Linked DNA regions of Mus musculus: all the other regions are linked to region 5. The links are chromatin contacts, called in public Hi-C, promoter capture Hi-C and targeted proximity ligation maps. All regions are on one chromosome and are shown on one strand. The core of a region is the stretch at or near the end of the contact, and the rest is flanking DNA. Distances in the headings are between cores, read along the strand shown. Region 1 overlaps Ms4a4d (membrane-spanning 4-domains, subfamily A, member 4D). Region 2 holds the start of A430093F15Rik (RIKEN cDNA A430093F15 gene). Region 3 holds the start of Ms4a6c (membrane-spanning 4-domains, subfamily A, member 6C). Region 4 holds the start of Ms4a6b (membrane-spanning 4-domains, subfamily A, member 6B). Region 5 holds the start of AW112010 (expressed sequence AW112010).

Region 1 (3,977 bases), core at 588-3,087, 510 kb before region 5:
TTGGATGGACCACAGGGCCCCCAATGGAGGAGCTAAAGAAAGTACCCAAGAAGCTAAAGTGATCTGCAACCCTATAGGTGGAACAACAATATGAACTAACCAGTACCCTCTGGAGCTTGTGTCTCTAGCTGCATATGTATCAGAAGATGGCCTAGTCAGCCATCAGTGGAAAGAGAGCCCCATTGGTCGTGCAAACTTTATATGCCTCAGTACAGGGGAATGCCAGGGCCAAGAAGTGGGAGTGGGTGGGGGAGTGTGTGGGGGACTTTTTGGATAGCATTGAAAATTTAAATGAAATAAATACCTAATAAAAAAATTTCAAATTAAAAAAAAGAAAATTATGTGTCATATATATATATATATATATATATATATATATATATGCGTGTGTGTGTGTGTATGCGAGAGAGACAGATGGATAGACACACACATAGATAGATAGTTAGATAGATAGATAGATAGATAGATAGATAGATAGATAGATAGATAGATAGGATAGATAGATAGCTGAATATGTGAATATGATGGCTGTATATAATGTACAACTACAACTATAGCTCTTGAGGAGTCTAAAAAGAAATGAGACAAATACTACTGAATTATCTAAGTTTGGTTTAATTCTTAACATACTTCCTCCTTTTTCTTTTGTTTCAGTTTTTTTTTTGTGTGTGGTTGTAAACATTCAATAAAAGCCCACTTCTATTTACATGACTTTCCAAAAAGGATGACTATAAGATTGTGACACAAAACAAGAAAATAGGAGTAGATTCTGGAACTGCTCAGAAACATTATTTTGAGATATATTCTCTCTGGCTTGTGTGTAAAATTTCCCAGTTAAGCCAGCCCACTCTTTATCCTCTAGAACTCAGCATCCACAGTGATTCCTGTCCACTGTAGAACCACAGGCACCTCTGTAGGGACACAGCTGACTCCATCAGGACATTAAAGCTGTAATATCTCCTGTCATCTTTCTGTGTTACATGAGACAGAAAACAGTCTTTTAGACTGCCTCACTATGGGCTAAGCATCTTGTCCTCTAGAGAGAAGGTCAGAATTTTATTTTCCTTAAGTGCTTTCAGAGGAAGAGTGCAGACAGGATAAGAAAATTGAATAAATTATTTACAGTTTTAGGAAATGCAACCTTGCTGCTGTGGGAAAAATAATGCTTCCCTTCCTCTTCTCACCTTTTCTACTATTCTATTCTCTTGATAAGGGGAGAAGTTAAAAAAACCCCAAATGCTTCAAATGGAGAGGGAAAAATGCAGTATTTCATAATACCATCAGCCTTGCTCATAATGTCTGTGGCTTATTGGGCAATAGGAAAGATGCAGCTGAGAATACAGCCTGGCCACTGCTGTGTGCTGTGACCAGATTCAGAGAACAAAGGGTTGAGAGCTTAGCATAAGCACTTTCATAACTGACTGGGACATCCCATCCCTAGCTGAGAACTCACTTCCTGTGATGAGAACAAGGAAGCAACAGCACACAAAGAACAGAGAAAGAGCTGCATGGAAGGAAACTGAGAACTGAGAGAATCAATGAAATCTTTGTGAGTGTGACCCATTGCCAACAAGAAGCACTGCTGTGGGCTGGTCTGACTTTATGGGTGGGTATCTGAGGAACATTAATGAGGAAAATGTTTGTTTGGTTTGGTTTGGTGTGGATTTTGTTTTATTTGAAACAGCTTCAGATCAATCATTATCTTTTTGGTCTTGAATTAATTACTTTGTAGTTCTTGTCTTATGTAATATTTTTAATGTCCCCCCACCCCGTACTTTTTGCATTTTATGTGTTTTTTTTGTACAATGTGTGTATGTGCATAATTTGTGGGCATGTGTCTGTGAAAGTCAGCAGAGGGCATTGGATCCCCTGGAACCTGGGTTAAGATTGTTGTGAGTCACAATGTGGGTTCTGGGAACTTAAACCAGGTCCTTTCCAAGAGCAACAAGTACTCTGAACTACTAAGCCGTCTCTCCAATCCCATTTGGTATTTTTTTTTAATGTTTTCTTTCTGAGAACTGTCTTGATATAGCTATATTAAAAGTTAATTTAAGATAATTAGTAAATAGCATCGGGCCTAAGTTTGGCTCCTGGAACACATCAATACCTGCAGATGTACCCTGGATGCTTGGAAATATGCAAATAATTTAAATCATGCTATGCCAAATTAATGCAGGATCTAGACTTATTCTATAATGAATAATAAACATTGACACATACTTAGAATCAATTTATCTAAGAATGTACTGACAATCTTATTTCTTTTTGGGAAATTTAGCTTAAAAGCAGTCTTTGGACTTTGCCTTTAACCAGAAAGATAAAGTGAACATTCAACTGGAAGACAGTGAAACCTTCAACGGCAACCTTTAGTGACTTAGTTTCACAAGTTAGGCCTCATATCTGAAAGATTCAGCAATCTCTAAAAAGAATGGCTCTACTTGGAACCAAGTGTTTAAATATGTGAGCTTCAATCCTCAATAATAAGTAACTTTTTAGGTCATATGTAATATATACACATATGTGTATGTATACTCTCTATATCCACACAAAATATATACTATATATGTACAGTGAGATGCACTATACTTATATAAATATACAATGTATATAGATGCATATATGTGTGTGTTTGTGTGTTCATGCATGTGTGTGTATTTAAGGTTCAAGTGCTCTGATTTCAATCACTTTTGTTTATTGTAACTTTTCACCATAACAATTAAGGCATATACTATTAAGATGAACATTCATGTAGGATTAAAATTGGTTGCTATTATTAGTAAGGTAATACACCTGCTGTCTTACATAGTTTATGTGTCTGTATATGATCGTGAGCAGCCAAATTTATTTATTTAGCAACCCCCCCCCAAAAAAAACCCATGAACTCCATTCTTCACTCTTTGGAGACTTCACCTCACTAAACCAAGGTTTTTATCAGTTTACATTAAAATTTTTTTTGCCAATTAAATTCTTCTTGTACATACAATGAATAGAAGATTTTAAAGTGTTATTGACTTAATAAATGCTTGACTTACTTATTTAGAGCATGTCTTATATTCGTACAAAAAGCCAAATGCATACACATGTGCACACACACACTCTCACACATGAAAACACGTACATCAAAATTAGACTATTTCTCCTGGTTGGTTCCTGTATAGATTTTCTGGAACATTTTTCCCTTGGCATTCTGATGGTGGCAATGGTTGAAGTATCATGGGGGGTGCTGTCACTGTCACAGCAGAATTTGATGGTAGCACTACAAGAACCTGTGGAATGAATCAAAATGTCATTGAGTCATCCAGGATAGTCAGCACTTCCATTTCCTTACCTCATAATGTTACCTTTACTAGTGCCTACACTGTGGCTACTCAGTTGAATCAAACACCACACTGGGTGGTGTCTGGGCCACCTCTTGGATCATCAGGTGGCAGAGATTGAGCAGAGATGTGTGCAGCTGCATCTTAGAGCATCTGCCTTCTGTACAAATGGCTTACTTGAACCAACGTGTCACAGGGAACCAAATTAGTTTGTTCCTGTTGTCATTAGCACATCCAAACATTGACATGTTGGCCATGAATAAAGTTCAGCACCCATGACAGTAGCCCAGAATGACAGAAGCATAATGACACATGGAAATATATTCTGTCCCTTACAATCAAGGGGCATGTGCCAGCAGTAGAATGCAGAGGATACATCCTTAAGCAAATCAGGCTCCTAGGCCACTGCATTTATGGATTAACACACATGAGGTCAGTAGAAACAGCAATTGCTGGATTTCACAAGCTTCTTATACAAACTTAGAAATAGCTTATCTGGCATACTGTATTCATGATCTAATTCCTGGCTATTTTCTCCTCCTATGTACTTTTCTCCTCCTATGCATGTGACTTTCTTCTCCCTATGTGACATACTTCTTCCTCCATGTTCAAGAGCATCTGCAGCAGGTCTTGGGTTAAGACAAAGGCCAGGTGTGCAGA
Region 2 (4,073 bases), core at 345-2,844, 310 kb after region 5:
AACAAGAGTTCCTTTTGGGCAAATGGATGCAGCCATCTGAAATAAGAGACAGGTGGTATGTAAGAAAGGGGACATCTACCTGCCGGGAGACCTGGAGGCACAAACCTCACTGTTCGTGAGCTGTGCACCTTTGGGGATCCACCTAACCTCAGTGATCCTCAAGTGGTTCATCGGAAAAATGGGCTTGGTTAACAGCCTTAAGCAGCCTTGTTTTCTCACGTTTACCTGTGGTCAAACAGGCTCAGTGTCGCTCAAAAGAGCAACAGAAGAGAAAGCAGGAGTCAGAACTGTGGGCTGGCTAGAGAGGCAGCCGTGGTGGGGAAGGCTGGTCACTTTAGAGAGCCTCCACTTTAGAGAGCTTCCTTGCAGGAAAGCATGGGCTGAGCCTGGGAGACTGACCTCACACGGGGAGCACTCTACCTCACAAGCCCTGCATGTCATTACCAGGGCAGCTTCCAGATGCCCCGAGCTGCAGGGAGATGGATCTCGGAATGGGGCAGTAGCTTTCCTAATATCCCCCCTCAGAAATTAAGCCAGCTTCTAGACTCCAAGTTGTTTCTACCCAACTATGCCAGTTGTCACTGAAAACTAACAACCATGGATTCTAGAACCTTCCCTCTGAGCCAGTGTTTGTGCTAATACTCCACGGGGCATATCATAAGGTAGCCTTCTTAAATACATTACACAAGGGGAATTTAGGTAATTTACTTCATTAAGTGACTCAGTTTCACCACATATATGAGAGGCTGGTGCTGTTCCAAGGGAGGCAGGCAATCGGGAGCCTGCTGAGATCTCACCTGGCCCTTCTGGTGCACAGGGTAAGTGCCCTGGAAACCTCCGACCTCTGCTTCCCCCAAGAGTTCAAGCTGATGTCCTCCCACCAAGAGCCAAATCCTTTAGGTCCCAAAACAGAGGAAGTCCCTCCTCTGAAGGCACCTGGGCACACCCTTCCCTCTACAATCTGAAGGAGGGCTGCCCTGGGGTCATCCAACTCCCCTATGCTACACAGGAACCAACTGAGGACCCCAGCTCCACGGGACTCACTCAAGGTCACAGAGCAATGGCCACACTCAAAGAGCAGGTATTGGAGGGTCAGTACCTCTCCCTCCCTCCCTCGGACAGTCCCTTCAACAGACAAGAGGTCTTCCCTTGCTCTTCCACTCCCAGGCAAGGAGCAACAGTAGGTCAGGGGTGCACTCCCTAAGCTGGGTAGGGAAGATGGACAGCCAGCCTGAGCTGGTCGTGCTCAAGGCTGCCAGTACAGAAGATCCCAGTGACTGAGTCACTCAGTCACTCATCAAATAAACACTTGGAAGGTATCCATCCTATAGATTTCACTTAGTCATCCAACCAATGTTGATCTGCTTCAGGCCCTCACATTCCTCAGCTCCCATCCCCCTCCCCCCTTCACCCTCACCCCACCTCCTTGTGGCTCCTTTGCCACCTTCTCCCCACCCCCATCCAAAAGAACCAGTGTTGGAATCACTGAGGAGTGACCCAAACCAGAAAGTCCAGTAAGGCAACTCTCCAGAGGTTACCTGGTGTCGCCAAGGCAATAGGGCAGAGCCTGTCCCTCGGAGGCTGTTGAGGTTCTGAAACTGGCCTAGGGGGCTCATCCCCCCTCCCCCACCTTTGCCTCCACCAAGCGGCGGCATGGAAAACCCAGCCAGCTCAGCTGACTTCCTCTTGTGTCATGGAAAGTGCGGGTGATAGGACAGGAAACTGTCGCCTGGGGTCTGGGGTCCCCAGCTGGCACAGGACCTGAGGTCTAGGGGATGCAAGGTAGAAAACTTTGTGGGGTAGTTACTAGGGAGTCGGTGGCAGGGGAAGAGCTACGGACCTGGAGTGCAGGGACCCCACCACTAGGGTTCCCTCCGGTACACAGCCAGTAACTGAGGTAATACATTCAGACTTCTATGAAGGTTGGAACACATAGTGAAGCCACCTAGTAGATCACACTCAGGCCTGTGAAGGGGAAATAAATCTAAAGCTCCGGGTTTGGATTGCCTTTGATAAAGAAGTGAGTCTGGAGGTCTGTGGAAGGAGATGTCGGTTTCCTTGTGTGTGCATGTGTGTGTGTGTGTGTGTGTATGTGTGTGTGTGTGTGTGTGTGTGTGTGTGTGTGTGTGAGTGTGTGCATGTGTGTGTGTGTGTGTGTGTGTGAGTGTGTGCATGTGTGTGTGTGTGTGTGTGTGTGTGTGTGTGTGTGTGCGCGTGTGTGCACATGCGTGTGCATGCATGCATATGCGAGGGCGTGGGCTGGCTGGTCAATGGACAGTGAAGCTCTCTATAAACTGTGAGGAAATAGGCTCCGATGGGCACTTAAGAAACAAAGGGATGCTAGGGATACAGATCAGTTGAGAGTGTTTGCCTTGTAAGCATGAGACACTGGGTTCCAGCAAAGGAAAAAATAACAGACACACCAGGTAGGGACTGTCCCCAGCACCCAACCCATCACCACCACCAGACAAGAGTTTCTCTGTGTAACATCCCTGGCTGTCCTGGAACTCACTTTGTAGACCAGGCTGGCCTCAAACTCACAGAGATCACCTTGCCTCTGTCTCCTGAGTGCTGGGATTAAAAGGTGTGTATCACCATGCCAGCTGCATTTCTAGTTCTTGCATATCATTGATAATGTTGAATGAATGAATGAATGAATGAATGAATGAATGAATGAATGAATGAACGAATCTAGATCCAGAGACCATACAACATGGAGATCTCACACCCAACATGAATATCTATCTCATACCTAACATGGAGATCATACCCAAAATGGGCATCTCACACCAACAGGGAGATCTCTCTCTCTCTCTCTCTCTCTCTCTCTCTCTCTCTCTCTCTCTCTCTCTCTCTCTCTCTCTCTCTCTCTTTCTCTCTCTCTCTCTCTCTCACACACACACACACACACACACACACACACAGTGCTGCAAGTTCAACTCAGATGAAGACACTCTCCTCCCCATACTTGCTGGTAAAATATTACTCTTGGATTCTTAGGCACAGCAGCTCCCGCTTGTAATTCTAACATTTGTGAGACTGAAGCAGGAGGATTACCACAAACTCCAGGCTTACATGGGCTACCTAGCAAGGTCTTGTTTTGTTTTGTTTCTTTGCTTAGATCCCCATAGGGATTCAACTCAGATTATGGACTTCCAGCCCCGTACACCATCAGGAGTGAGCAGGGCTTGTGTCTTGGTTTTCCTTATTGACCCTGCAATAAGACCTGAAGTTGCTCGCCTGCACAGTCCCCACCCCACTCAGAATCCTGTAGGGAAGGCTCCTGTCTCGGGCCCTTGCCCTTTTACCTCGGGTGAGCTCTCCTGAGAGTAGAACGACCTCTCTCTGGAGTTCCCAGCCTCTCTCTGCCCCACAGTCCCATCCCACAAGGACACCTGGTTCTGCCCAGCCATGAGAATGGCCAGTGGGCACTACCGCAGTTCCAGGCACCTCGTGCAGGAAGCTGACAGAGACTCAGGCCTCCATTCTAATTGGGGCAGGTGGTTTCACAGGGAGGAAGTTGACAGTTCAACTTCAAACAGGGTTGGCAGTGACACAGGCCCACACTGCCTGCTTCCCCTTTCCACCCCTGTTTATGCCCCCTCCCTCCAAGACAGTAAGACACTGAGTCAGACACCTCTCCTGGCTGGCCAGCTGAGCTCACTGAGGCTGAGGCAGCAGAAGGCCATTATCCATGGACTCCCACGAAGTGCTGCTGGCTGCCACATACCTGCTGGGAACGCTGGGTGAGTCTCTGCCGGTACTGGGTACTGCCAGGCTGAATACCTGTGCATACCGGGGTGCAGTAAGAGGATCTCAGTTCTTCCCAGGTCTGACTCTGGGCTCATGTGCAATAGCAGGGAGGCTTAGGGTCACAGAGGTTAGGTCAACTCCCCATTCTCCGCGGGGCTCTGCGCGTGCATTGCCAAGCCTGATCCACTGTCTTTCTCAGCTTTGGGTTAGAAGTCAGTGTGCACTTAGTTTCCAACCTGTGCAGCCACCCTCTCCAGGGTGCCACCTAGAAATGCCTGGCCTTTATTTGGTCACCTCCAGGGAGGCACAAACCTGATATT
Region 3 (3,643 bases), core at 408-2,907, 420 kb before region 5:
TTAGTTTGGTTTTGGTACTGTTTGGTTGGTTGATTTATTTTTGTTGTCTTTTTATGTTTTGTTTTTGCCTATTTGTTTGAGAGAGAGAGAGAAGAAGTAGAAGAAGAAAAGAAGAAGAAGAAGAAGAAGAAGAAGAAGAAGAAGAAGAAGAAGAAGAAGAAGAAGAAGAAGAAGAAGAAGAAGAAGAAAAGTTGGATGGGTGGAGAGGATCTAGGAAATGGAGAAAGTGAAACCACAATCAGAGTACATTATATGAATTTTCAGTAAGAAATTAAGTGCTTTGACTTTAAATATAAAATAACTACAAACAAAACAAACTATGCTTCCCAGTTCTGCCCCCACCTCCCAGACTGTGCACCATTTTGCATCCTTGACTTGTTCTTCGGAAGAAGAAAGTGGTGGTATAGGGAAATGTAAAACCACCACATCTCAAATTTAGGAGTTATTTCCCCATAATATTAAACAGAACCCAGTGAGTTTATAATAAACACATCATAGGCAGGGAAAGCCTGAATCCTTACAAGTTCCTGTGTCTATGCACACATTTTCACATGAAATTTGTCAAATGTAGCTCCAACTTCACCTAGAACAATTGCATTGTCTTTATTCAATGGCATTCACTGTCCAGTTACTTTGCTAGCCTTGAGTTATTAAAGTCAACTTTTATGCTTTCCAATCCATGCTAGGTACCACTCAAATATGTAACCCCATTTGCCTGTTTTGAGTGTCTAATGGTGCCAGTTTAAGAATTAGCACTTCCCATTTTATCATATTTTAGTTCACATGATCTTGTAGGGTTTTTCTTCACCAAGCCAATCCTTTATGTTAATAAAATCACAATTAGAAGAAATTCAGAATTAACAATTTGATGTACACGTGGAAGTAATTTATGCTTTGTAGAGCAACATAAAATCATTGTTAAATAAATAGGCAAAGTTCTCTTTATTGACCAGTTGCCTACACACACTTGTGTGTTGGACTCCAGCTGTCTCTGACTCTGGTTCTTCTCTTTATTTTCCCACCTGCCAATGGCAGTCTGTGTCTGAGTCTCTTCAGTGTGGAGAAGCAGTTTAATGCAATAGCATGAGAAATCCTGGAGTCCTAAGCTGTGGTTCAAGTTTTGTCACACTCCCGACAATTATATCCCTGTTAGTTAAAAGAACCAAGTTGCCTGGGGAATGGGTTTCTGAGCTCATCTTAGCTCCCTTCTGTTCTCTGTGCTATTCTCAGCCCTTAGGCTGCCTAATCAGTAAATGACCTGGGAGCTCTGCTCCTTATGTCAGTGATCACCAAGATCATGCAGCTAAAGTGGCCAGGACAGAGGTAAGCCAGATGCCCTGTGCCTTTGCCCATTTAGTTCTAAAGAGGCCCCGTGTCTCCACTGCTTTCATGAGCATCAGCAAGTTCTTGTAACTCAGTCCCAGAAACAGAGTGCTACACAGAGGGAAGTCCCTTCAGGGTTGCCTACCTGAGCCTGTGTGCCTTGTCACCCAGTCACTTCCAGCCGAGCTCTCAGAAACCCTAAGAGCCTTAACTCTGGGTTCTCTCAGGCTGATCCTTGGTTCCTTCTTGTGAACTTGTAACTGTCTCCAGTCCTTCCTTCTTCTGTGCTCGCTGCACGGGAAGGGAAGTGGTGCTTACAGGCTGTGGACTGTTACTGTGCCTGTACTTCCTATATCAGAAAGTCCCAGTAACTTCAGAAAAATCACTAAGAGATTTGAGAGAGTGGGGGGGGGGGGGTAGTAAGTCCCAACACGCACCAGCTCCACTTGAAGCCCAAGTTCACTTTCTTGAACTTCAGTTGTTTAAGCGTTAAACTGAAAACAGCAACAAGCTGGGAAAAGCCATTAAGAAGAAAGTTTTCTGAAGGACCTGTGTTTCTTCTAAGTAGAATTTAAAGGACTATCTTGATAACTAATGATATTACAAGTTGTAGTAATACTGATGAATAAAACAGATCTCAATGTATAATAAAGTATGATAATAGTAATCACGACCTTGGGTTTTGATATATTACTTTATTATATTGTAATACACTACTGAACACACAGTAATGTATCATCAATTGTAACAATTGAATGTTTTACAGTATTTTAGGTACTTTGTTATTCATACTTTCTTCAACAATTCCTCAGCTTCTGAAAAATCAAACCAAAACACTCTGTACACAGTTTTTCAGCACTCGCTGGTTAATTGATACTCTCTTTAGAGCCTTCCTCATCTCTTCTAACCTTCTTCTAGACCACTGGACTTCTCTAACAGGGGATGTGACCAGGGAATTACTGGACACTTCTAGAAAAGTAATAGATCAGGAGAGGAGCAAGCAGAGACGTTTCAACACACCAGGAATGACTTCAACAATCCTGCACTCCAGACACAGTCATGAAGACATGTGTCCCTGTGGCTTTCAGGCCCTTGGGTAGGCACAATTCAGAAGCTGACTTTGACATAATTAATTTCACAGGGGAGCCAGAGCCAGCTGCAGCAACTGGACAGCCACACTCTGAAAACTTCCTTCCTTCTTTCCTTGGAGTCAACCAGAAGGAACCTAGGGAGCCAGTGTGAGCCACTGTCACATCAGAGGGTTGTGGTGTGGTGATTCCCTGCAGGTTTCACAGCAGGCAAAACAACAACAATAACAAAAAGATTTAGGAAGAGACAAGAATGAAACTCAGCTCAGCCCCATTTTGTTGTAACTGGTGCCGGACCACGACTTCTAGAATCTGGCCCCAATTGTTTTACTTTAGCCACATTAAGCACAGCACAATGTGGAACAAAAGGTTTTCGGATAGCACTAAACTCAGGCCCAAGCTCACAACGATGTAATGTTACATTGAGATCCTTTACAAAGCACACCTGGCTTTTTTCACAAGAATGGGTACTATTGACTCAGTGCTGCTGCCCAAGGCTTAGGCTCTAGGGAGCTTGACTGAGGGATACCTGATGCCTGTAGGTTTCAACATTGCCTGGTCCTAAGATAACATCAGCCTCCTATGGTAAAGGCTGTGGTAAGGCACAGGTAACGTCCCTCATGAGGGCCGGGTTTATGGTCTAAAAGCAGTGCTCACGGTTTAAGGTAAGAGTCTGCGATGATAAGTAAAAACAAATTCTGGGAGATGTGGGCAGAGCCTGTTTCATCAAAGAGCAAAGGATCACCAGGTTGTAAACCTACAACATTCCTGGCACTTGTTGTAGAGCAGCTCGGCTACACATCCCATTCCCATGAAGATGTAAACCACCTCTTTATCTATCCTGGCTTCTCCGGTGCTTATCTGTGTACACAGGGCCTTTTTGTCCTTTGCAGTTGTGAATTCTACAGTTCCTGCTTGAACTCTTTTGCAGAAGACACAAGCTAAGACATGTTTTATCATCTGGTAGTTACCTTTGTCCTCAAGGCTAGAACAGCACAGAGATAAAGCCCTGCTTCAATTCTAGAAAAGACTGAGGGACCAGCTTCTCTTAGAACTCCATCCTGATCTTCTGGAACAGGGGCTATAGGAACAACTGTTGCCTGTAAGTGGGATATGTTCTTCTAGCTGGATTGCCTTGTGTGGCCTCAGTGGGTGAAGAATCCTCACAGAGATTTAAAGAGCCAAGGTTGGAAGACAACCAAAGGGGCCCTACTCACTTAGAGGAGAGAGGG
Region 4 (3,717 bases), core at 735-3,234, 470 kb before region 5:
CATAGAGCCTCACCCTCTGCCCTCTACCCACCCCAGGATGTTCTGAGTGGGATTTACCGCCATCACTTTGATCTCAGCCTTTAGATGTTTCTTCAGGCTGTCTTGCCACTGGTGGAAAGGCTGGGGTTTGTCTGTTTGGGGAAGACTCATTCCATTTGGCGAAATCATTGCCACAGTCTCACTGGTCACTACTTGTGGAATCATGATTGAGCTCCCACGGCTGGAAGAGAAAATGGACTCAGGTGTGATAAAATACTGTGCCCATTGTAGTGGTTTGGTTTAGTTTTGGTTCTGTTTGCTTGGTTGATTTACATTTCATTCTCCTTTTTTGTTGTTTTTGCTAATGTGTGTGTGTGAGAGAGAGAGACAGAGACAGAGAGAGACAGAGAGAGACAGAGAGACAGAGAGACAGAGACAGAGACAGAGAGACAGAGAGACAGAGACAGAGACAGAGACAGAGACAGAGAGACAGTGACAGAGAGAGTCAGACAGAGACAGAGAGAGAGAGACAGAGAGACAGAGACAGAGACAGAGACAGAGAGAGAGAGAGAAGATGCAAAGTTGGATAGTGTTGGATAGTTTGAGAGGATCTAGGAAAAGAAATGGGAAGGAAAAGCATGATCAGAGTACACAGCACATGAATTTTCAGTAAGTCATTAAGTGCCTTGGCTTTGAACATAAAATAACAACAAACAAAACAAACCATGCTTCCCAGTTCTGCCCCCACCTCCCAGACTGTGCACCTTTGGGCATCCTTGACCTGTCCTTTGGCAGAAGAAACTGCTGGTACAGAGAAATGTAAAACCATCACATCTCAGATTTAGGAGTTATTTTTTTCAAAATGTTAAACACACCACAATGATTTTAGATAATAAACACCTCATAGGAAGGGAAATCCTGGATCCCCACAGGTTTCTGTTTCTATGCCCAAATGTTTACACAAAATTTGTCAGATGTAGCTCTGGCTCTTTCCCAATTTCACCTAGAACAAGTGCATTGTCTTTATTCAATGACTTGCACTGTCCGGCTGCTTTGCTATCCATGAGGTACTAAAGTCAGCCTTCAGTGCTTTCCAATCCATGCTATGTACCACTCAAAACGTGCAACCCTATGCATCTGTTTCGTGTGTCTAATAGTGCCAATTTTAGGATTAGCACCTCACATTTTATCATATTTTAGTAGACATAATCTAGTGTTTTTATTCTTGAAAACAATCCTTTACATTAATTAATAAAATCACAATCAGTAACAAATTCAGAATCAAAACTTTGATGTATATGAGGAAGTAATGATGCTTTGCACAGCAACATCAAATAAATGCTAAATAAACAGGCAAAGTTCTCATTACTGACCAGTTGCCTACACACAGTTGTGTGTGGCGGCACAGCTGTCTCTGACTCTGGTTCTCTCCTTATTTTCCCACCTGCCAGGGGCAGCCTGTGTTTAAGTCTCTTCAGTGTGAAGAAGCAGCTGAATGCACCCATATGAGAAGTCCTGGAGTCCTAAGCTTTTTTCAAGTTTTGTCATGATACTGACAATCATGCCCTTGTTAGGTGGAAGGACCATGTTCCCTGGGGAATCGGTTTCTGAGCTCATCTTGGCTCCCTTCTGTTCTCTGTGCTATTCTCAGCCCTTAGGCTGCCTAATCAGTGAATGACCTGAGAGTTCTGCTCCTTATGTCAGTGATCACCAAGATTATGCAGCTAAAATGGCCAGGACAGAGGTAAGCCAGATGCCCTGTGCCTTTGCCCATTTAATTCTAAAGAGCCCCCGTGTCTCCATTGCTTTCATGAGCATCAGCAAGTTCTTGTAACTCAGTCCCAGAAACAGAGTGCTACACAGAGGGAAGTCCCTTCAGGGTTGCCTACCTGAGCCTGTGTGCCTTGTCACCCAGTCACTTCCAGCCGAGCTCTCAGGAACCCGAAGAGCCTTAACTCTGGGTTCTCTCAGGCTGATCCTTGGTTCCTTCTTGTGAACTTGTAACTGTCTCCAGCCCTTCCTTCTTCTGTGTTCACTGCACAGGAAGTGGTGCTTAACAGGTTGAGGACTGTTATTGTGCCTGTACTTCCTATATCAGAAAGTCCCAGTAACTTCAGAAAAATTACTAATTGAACCAGTTTTGATAGAGTGAGGGGTGAGGTAGTGAGTTGCAACACCCACTAGCTGCATGCAATGCCCAAGTTCACTTTCTTGAACTTTAGTTGTTTATGAGTTAAACAAAGAACAGCAACATGCTGGGAAAACCTATTAAGATGAGAGAAAGTTTTTGGAGGGGAAACTAGGAAAGGGGATAACATTTGAAAAACAAATAAAGAAAATATCTAATCAAAAAAGGGAAAAAAGATGAAAGTTTTTCTTAAAGACCTGTCTTCCTTCTAACTACTATTTAATGAACTTTCTTGATTACTAATGATATTGCAAGTCATAGTAGTATTGATGAATAAAACATTTCACAATGCAGAGTAAAGTATGATAATAGTAATCATGACCTTGGATTTTGATATATTACTTTATTATAGGCTAATACATTACTGAGCACACTGTAATGTATAATCAATTGTAACAATTGATCATTTTACAGTATTTTTGGTACTTTGTTATTCATACTTTTTCCCCCAGTAACTCTTCAGCCTCTGGGGAAAAAAACCCCTGCACACAGGATTTCAGCACTCGCTGGTTAATTGATACTCCCTTTAGAGCCTTCCTCATCTCTTCTAACCTTCTTCTAGACCACTGGACTTCTCTAACAGGAGATGTGTCCAGGGAGTTACTGGACACTTCTAGAAAAGTAATAGATCAGGAGAGGAGCAAGCAGAGAAGTTTCAACACACCAGGAATGACTTCAACAATCCTGCACTCCAGACACAGTCATGAAGACATGTGTCCCTGTGGCTTTCAGGCCCTTGGGTAGGCACAATTCAGAAGCTGACTTTGACATAATTAACTTCACAGGGGAACTAGAGCCAGCTGCAGCAACTGGACAGCTACACGCTGACAACTTCCTTCCTTCTTTCCTTGGAGTCAGCCAAAAAGAACCTAGGGAGACAGTGTGAGCCACTGTCACATCAGAGGGTTGTGGTGTGGTAATTCCCTGCAGGTTTCACAGCAGGCAGGAAAAACAAAACAACAACAGCAACAACAAAACAATTTAGGAAGAGATGAATAAAACTCAGCTCAGCCCCATTTTGTTGTAACTGGTGCTGGTCTAGCCTAGATTGTTTTACTTTAGCCATAGTGAAGCACAGCACAATTTTGGAACAAAAGGTTTTCAGATAGCAATGAACTCAGGCCCAAGCTCACAACAATGTAATGTTACATTGAGGTCCTTTACAAAGCACACCTGGCTTTTTTTTTTTTTTCCACAAGAACGGGTACTGTTGACTAAGAGATAGTGCCCAAGACTTAGGCTCTAGGGAGCTTGACTGAGGGATAAGTGATGCCTGTGGGTTTCAGCATTGCCTCGCCCTAAGATAACATCAGCCTCCTGTGGTAAAGGCTGTGGTAAGGTACAGGTAACGTCCCTCATGAGGGCGGGGTTTATGGTCTAAAAGCAGTGCTCACAGTTTAAGGTAAGAGTCTGCAATGATAAGTAAAAACAAATTCTGGGAGATATGGGCAGAGCCTGTTTCATCAAAGAGCAAAGGTTGTAAACCCACATCATTCCTGGCATTCCCTGAAGAACTGCTATTCATCCCATTCCAAAGAAGACATAAGCCA
Region 5 (4,045 bases), core at 1,530-4,029:
TCATACAGAGTTCATCACCAGAGAGTGAAGGAATTTACTGGAACTATGAAAATTATTAGTGTAAGAGACACTGTCATGGGATAAGGGAAAAGTGGACTAAAGGAACACGAACACAGGATACTTTAGTTCAGAAACAAAAAATCTATTGAGTCATTGTGTGCAATGTGCAGAAGCAGAAGCTAGCGAAACTGCAGAGTTAAAGGTTAGCCTGTTTCTTTCTAACCACTGCCTGACACCTTTGCCCTTGTTTATTGTTAGAGCTTCACGGGAAAACCACACGTAGCTAACCTCAGAGCTTTGAGCTCTGAAGTATAAGTCAATAGTTAAAGTTTAAATAATATAAGTTTGCAATTATTATTTGGCCATAGGGCTGAGAATAGGGAAAGCTTCGAACTTTGAGGAACAATCATAATTCTTAATTCTTTGTGAGATGTGGTCATTCTTTTGAACTTCATACATCTGGTAATGATTATACAATGTCTCTCTACCTGCTTTTTGGAGTAACAATAAAAGACTGGGGCAAATTAGAGGTGTGAGGTGTGTGGGAGTGTGAAGAGTGGAGAGTGCAGTATGTGAGAGAGAGAGAGAAAGAGAGAGAGAGAGACAGAGACAGAGAGATCAAGCTTTGAGACTTGCTCATTAGGTTGTACCCGAAAATGTTACCTGTGTGTTCATTATGCACCTTCCAGATATCCCTGCTTCCAGCTGAGACCCCTGATCCTGTGTAGAGGCTAGACCCCAGCAGGTTATGAGTCACCATGTGGGTGCTAGGAATTGAACCCAGGTAGTCTGGAAGAGGAGCCAAACCCTTTATCCACTGAGCCATCTCTCCAGCCTCCAGATCAATTTTTTTTAAGTCCAGTTCATGACTATTCACATTTTCAATAAATCAAGCACAGAAATACCCACATTTACTTACATAGGAGAGTAACAATTATAGAGAACAGGGTCATGAACCTGAGAGGGAGTGTGGGGAACTTCAAAGGAATTGGAGGGCACAAGGTAGAAATGATATAAATATAGTATTCATGTATGAAAAATAAAATAAATTTAAAACAGAATACAATGCTCTTCAGTGACGCTTGCAATAATGTCTTTTAATCAAAGTACTTCCAAAATTTTTCTTTTAAATAAAAGAGAGGGGAGGGGAGATCACAGTGTATAGATATGCATACTTTTCTCTTGTTCTGTCTTTTTTTACACTGGCTTCACTTGTGAACCTAGTGTTGGGGGAGGCAAAAATATTTCGCCTCCCCACCCTCACAACTGCTAAAAACTAATTCTCTTCTTACTAAATTTTTATTTTGGAAAATAGGGTTTTTTTTTTTCACTAAAGATGCTTATTTCTGCTGACATGAAATGTATAGCTTTAGCCTAACAACTAACAAATACATCTTAGTCATCTCTGCTTTCATTTATTCAGTGGTAAATATCAAAAAACGGAATCCTTATAAGCTCTTTCAGAGTCTTTAGTTGATTTCCTCCAAGTGCAAAGATGTCCCGAGTTCCTTGAGTTAGAATACACTCACCCTCTCAGAGCCCTAGGACACAGAGAATGGGTCTCCATTCTGGAGCCTCACAACCCAGTCTAAAAGCCCTTCACTCCTCCTCCTCAGAGGCAAGGGACCAAGATCAATGTTGAGTGACAGCTCTCTTGACCTGCCAGTCAACTTGATAACCTCCACCTATCTTCATTGTTGTGTTTTGTTTTGTTTTTTATTGCTCTGAAGAGACATATGACCAAGGCCACTGATTTTAATTAATTAACTTATTTATTAATTAATTAATTTGGAGGCCCACAGTTTCAGAGAGTTACAGTCTGCAATCATCATAATGGGAAGCAGGGCATCAAGCAGGCCGGCATGGCACTGGAGCGGTAGTTAAGAGTGTACTTCCTGCGGAGGAAGAAGAGAGGGGATCGGGGGAAGGGAGAGAGGGAATAAGAGAGAGAATGTGCACAGTGGGACACACCTCCTCCAGCAAAGCTACACCCCCTAATTCTTCCCAAACAGTTCCCAACCAGGAACCAAGCTTTTAATTTATGAGGTGGGGGGGTCTCACTCAAAGGACCACACCCTATGGAGAGCGGGGCCTTCTGTCTCTGCTGGGGATTGCCTCCTCTTCCTTATATTTCCATGTCACCTCTATTACTCCCAATCTGACCAGTCAGCTGGCTGTGCCAGCAGTGACTGCTTCCCTGTCACTACACAAGATCTTTCACAGACACTCTATGGGCTTTTTAGCAACGATAACAAGGTGGCACCAACAGGAGAGCTCATTAAACCTATTGTCCCTTGGTTCTGGAGGCAGGAAGTCTGAGTTCAGGGTGTCAGCAAGGCTCCATCCTTCAGGAGGACTGGGAGGAGAGTCTCCTCCAGGCTTCTCCTAGCCTCTGGCTTCTGGCAGTATAATAGTGAACTCTCCTTGTATTCACATCTGCTAATTCTTTAACCTACAACCCACGATGAAAATGCAAACACAGGAGATACACGCTTGAGTGTAATCCTGTGTCCTGCCTGAAACCACATCCTAGAGAGCCCTGAAGAATATCCACTGACCCATGTACTTGTGTTACTCTTACCAAAAAAAAAAAAAAAAAAAAATCAGCATTTGCTTTAAATCATTGAAATATCATATTATGTCTGCTTATTTCCATAGCCAAGGATGAAGCAGTTGTCTCAGGCAACACTGTACTGTGTTCCAAGCAAGGAATTTCCCAAGTGGGAAAAGGCTCTTGGGCTGTGTTTGCAGATCTTCCTGTTTGTTTGTGGGATAGGCCAACTAATTGTGTAAACTTCTCTCAGACTCGGGGTTTTTCAGTCCACTCCTGTTTAGCAAATAGTGCCCCAAAGCAATTCAAAGGGAAAGTGAAACTGACATTCTCAAACTTTATATAAAAAACCAAAGAGAAGATCAGCAGGAGTCTAGCAGACAACCTGAGCTGCAAGATGTCTCCCGTAAGTACCTCTTGATCTGTAAGGGGAAATCTATAGTGGGTAAGAAGGCCCATGGAAGGCCTCATCCCAGCTTACTGGAGAGAATGAGTGTCACCTTCTGTCTTTGAAAGCTTGCATTTAGTTTGTTATTATTTCTAAGTCTGTTTTTCCAGGAAGATATAGTTCTTGTGGGGTGGGTATCTCCTGTCTGACACCACAGAACTCAATTCTAAGCCTGGGATGTAGAGAGGAGACAGCACTAGGTAGGCATATGAAGGGCCAGCCAGGCGCTGCGGGAAATACACACACACACACACACACACACACACACACACACACACGCACACGGAAATATCTGGAAAGGACAAAGCAAAGGACTTAAGCGTAAGTTTCTCCTGGGTCCTCCTGTGTAAGTTCTTTCTGATTTTCTCCTCAGTTGTGGATCACTTCACTGACTTTTTCTCAACGTGCAGAGGCCTTAATTCCTTCCCCTTTTAAAATAGCTCTGTTCCAGCCCAGCAGACTTTTTAATGATCTAGCTTTCTCTAAAAGCTCAGAACAATGGCAGGAGTCTGTACCCTCTTCTGAAGATGAGGCACCCTGTATGTAGTTAGAATCTTCCTCTGCCCTAGAAAAAAACATTTGATACAGGCCCTGCTCTCTCCATGTTAGCTTTGCCTTCCCCCTCTAGCCTTTAACCATCTCACTTTTCTGACTGTTCTTGTCCATGACCTCACATCCTACTCTTACCCAGAGGAGCCTCTCTGTTTTGCTCCAGACTGCACCTAGAATTGTCAGGGTCAGAGTCCAGGCTCAAGCAATCCAGATTCATCTACCCAGTCCTTAATGGGCCAACTAAACAAATAAGAGTGGAAGGTAGAAAAAAATGAATTCATTGTGACTTCATTGAGAAGCAGAGCAAAGGGGTCCAGTGACTTGGCCCCACCTGGGCTTATCACTCAGTTTCTAACATGGAGTTTAAATAAAGAGCCAGAGGTATGCAAAGCGAAGAATTTCTTTTTTTTTTTTTTAATTTTTATTTTATTTTAATTAGGTATTTTCTTCATTTACACTTCCAATGCTATTCCAAAAGTCCCCCATACCCTCCC

Evidence for each region. A called contact is a pair of places that touch in the nucleus more often than the background predicts. Capture Hi-C pulls out chosen DNA fragments and counts their contacts.
Region 1: a Hi-C map of bone marrow-derived macrophages shows a contact between it and region 5, with 12 read pairs. A contact is called at or near these places in 4 of 39 promoter capture datasets (embryonic stem cells, hippocampal neurons and liver), 1 of 484 Hi-C or Micro-C datasets (bone marrow-derived macrophages) and 2 of 130 datasets of targeted methods (bone marrow-derived dendritic cells and fibro-adipogenic progenitors).
Region 2: a targeted proximity ligation map of memory CD8 T cells shows a contact between it and region 5, with 54 read pairs. A contact is called at or near these places in 2 of 130 datasets of targeted methods (memory CD8 T cells and pancreatic cancer cells).
Region 3: a promoter capture Hi-C map of liver shows a contact between it and region 5, with 2.4 times the contacts expected there. A contact is called at or near these places in 3 of 39 promoter capture datasets (embryonic stem cells, frontonasal cranial neural crest and stem cell-derived epiblast-like cells), 3 of 130 datasets of targeted methods (bone marrow-derived dendritic cells, effector CD8 T cells and memory CD8 T cells) and 2 of 9 other capture datasets (adipose tissue and liver).
Region 4: a contact with region 5 is called in a targeted proximity ligation map of effector CD8 T cells, with 36 read pairs. A contact is called at or near these places in 6 of 39 promoter capture datasets (cranial neural crest, hematopoietic stem and progenitor cells, liver and 2 more), 4 of 130 datasets of targeted methods (CD8 T cells, bone marrow-derived dendritic cells, effector CD8 T cells and 1 more) and 2 of 9 other capture datasets (adipose tissue and liver).

The regions. Positions count from the first base shown.
Region 1 is chr19:11,557,166-11,561,142 of GRCm38.p6, reverse strand. It overlaps Ms4a4d (membrane-spanning 4-domains, subfamily A, member 4D), which reads right to left. Exons shown (of 7, transcript NM_025658.5): 7 at 2,677-3,266. The coding sequence ends at 3,126. Among named protein-coding and RNA genes, the nearest start is that of Ms4a4d, 22 kb to the right of the region's middle.
Region 2 is chr19:10,738,468-10,742,540 of GRCm38.p6, reverse strand. It overlaps A430093F15Rik (RIKEN cDNA A430093F15 gene), which reads right to left and starts at 1,594. Exons shown (of 4, transcript NR_027805.1): 1 at 1,539-1,594. Cd5 (CD5 antigen) reads left to right here and starts at 3,567. Exons shown (of 11, transcript NM_007650.3): 1 at 3,567-3,746. The coding sequence starts at 3,695.
Region 3 is chr19:11,467,382-11,471,024 of GRCm38.p6, reverse strand. Ms4a6c (membrane-spanning 4-domains, subfamily A, member 6C) reads right to left here and starts at 1,657. Exons shown (of 7, transcript NM_028595.4): 1 at 1,469-1,657.
Region 4 is chr19:11,516,826-11,520,542 of GRCm38.p6, reverse strand. It overlaps Ms4a6b (membrane-spanning 4-domains, subfamily A, member 6B), which reads right to left and starts at 1,984. Exons shown (of 7, transcript NM_027209.3): 1 at 1,869-1,984; 2 at 58-220. The coding sequence starts at 204.
Region 5 is chr19:11,049,300-11,053,344 of GRCm38.p6, reverse strand. AW112010 (expressed sequence AW112010) reads left to right here and starts at 2,779. Exons shown (of 3, transcript NR_102366.1): 1 at 2,779-2,957.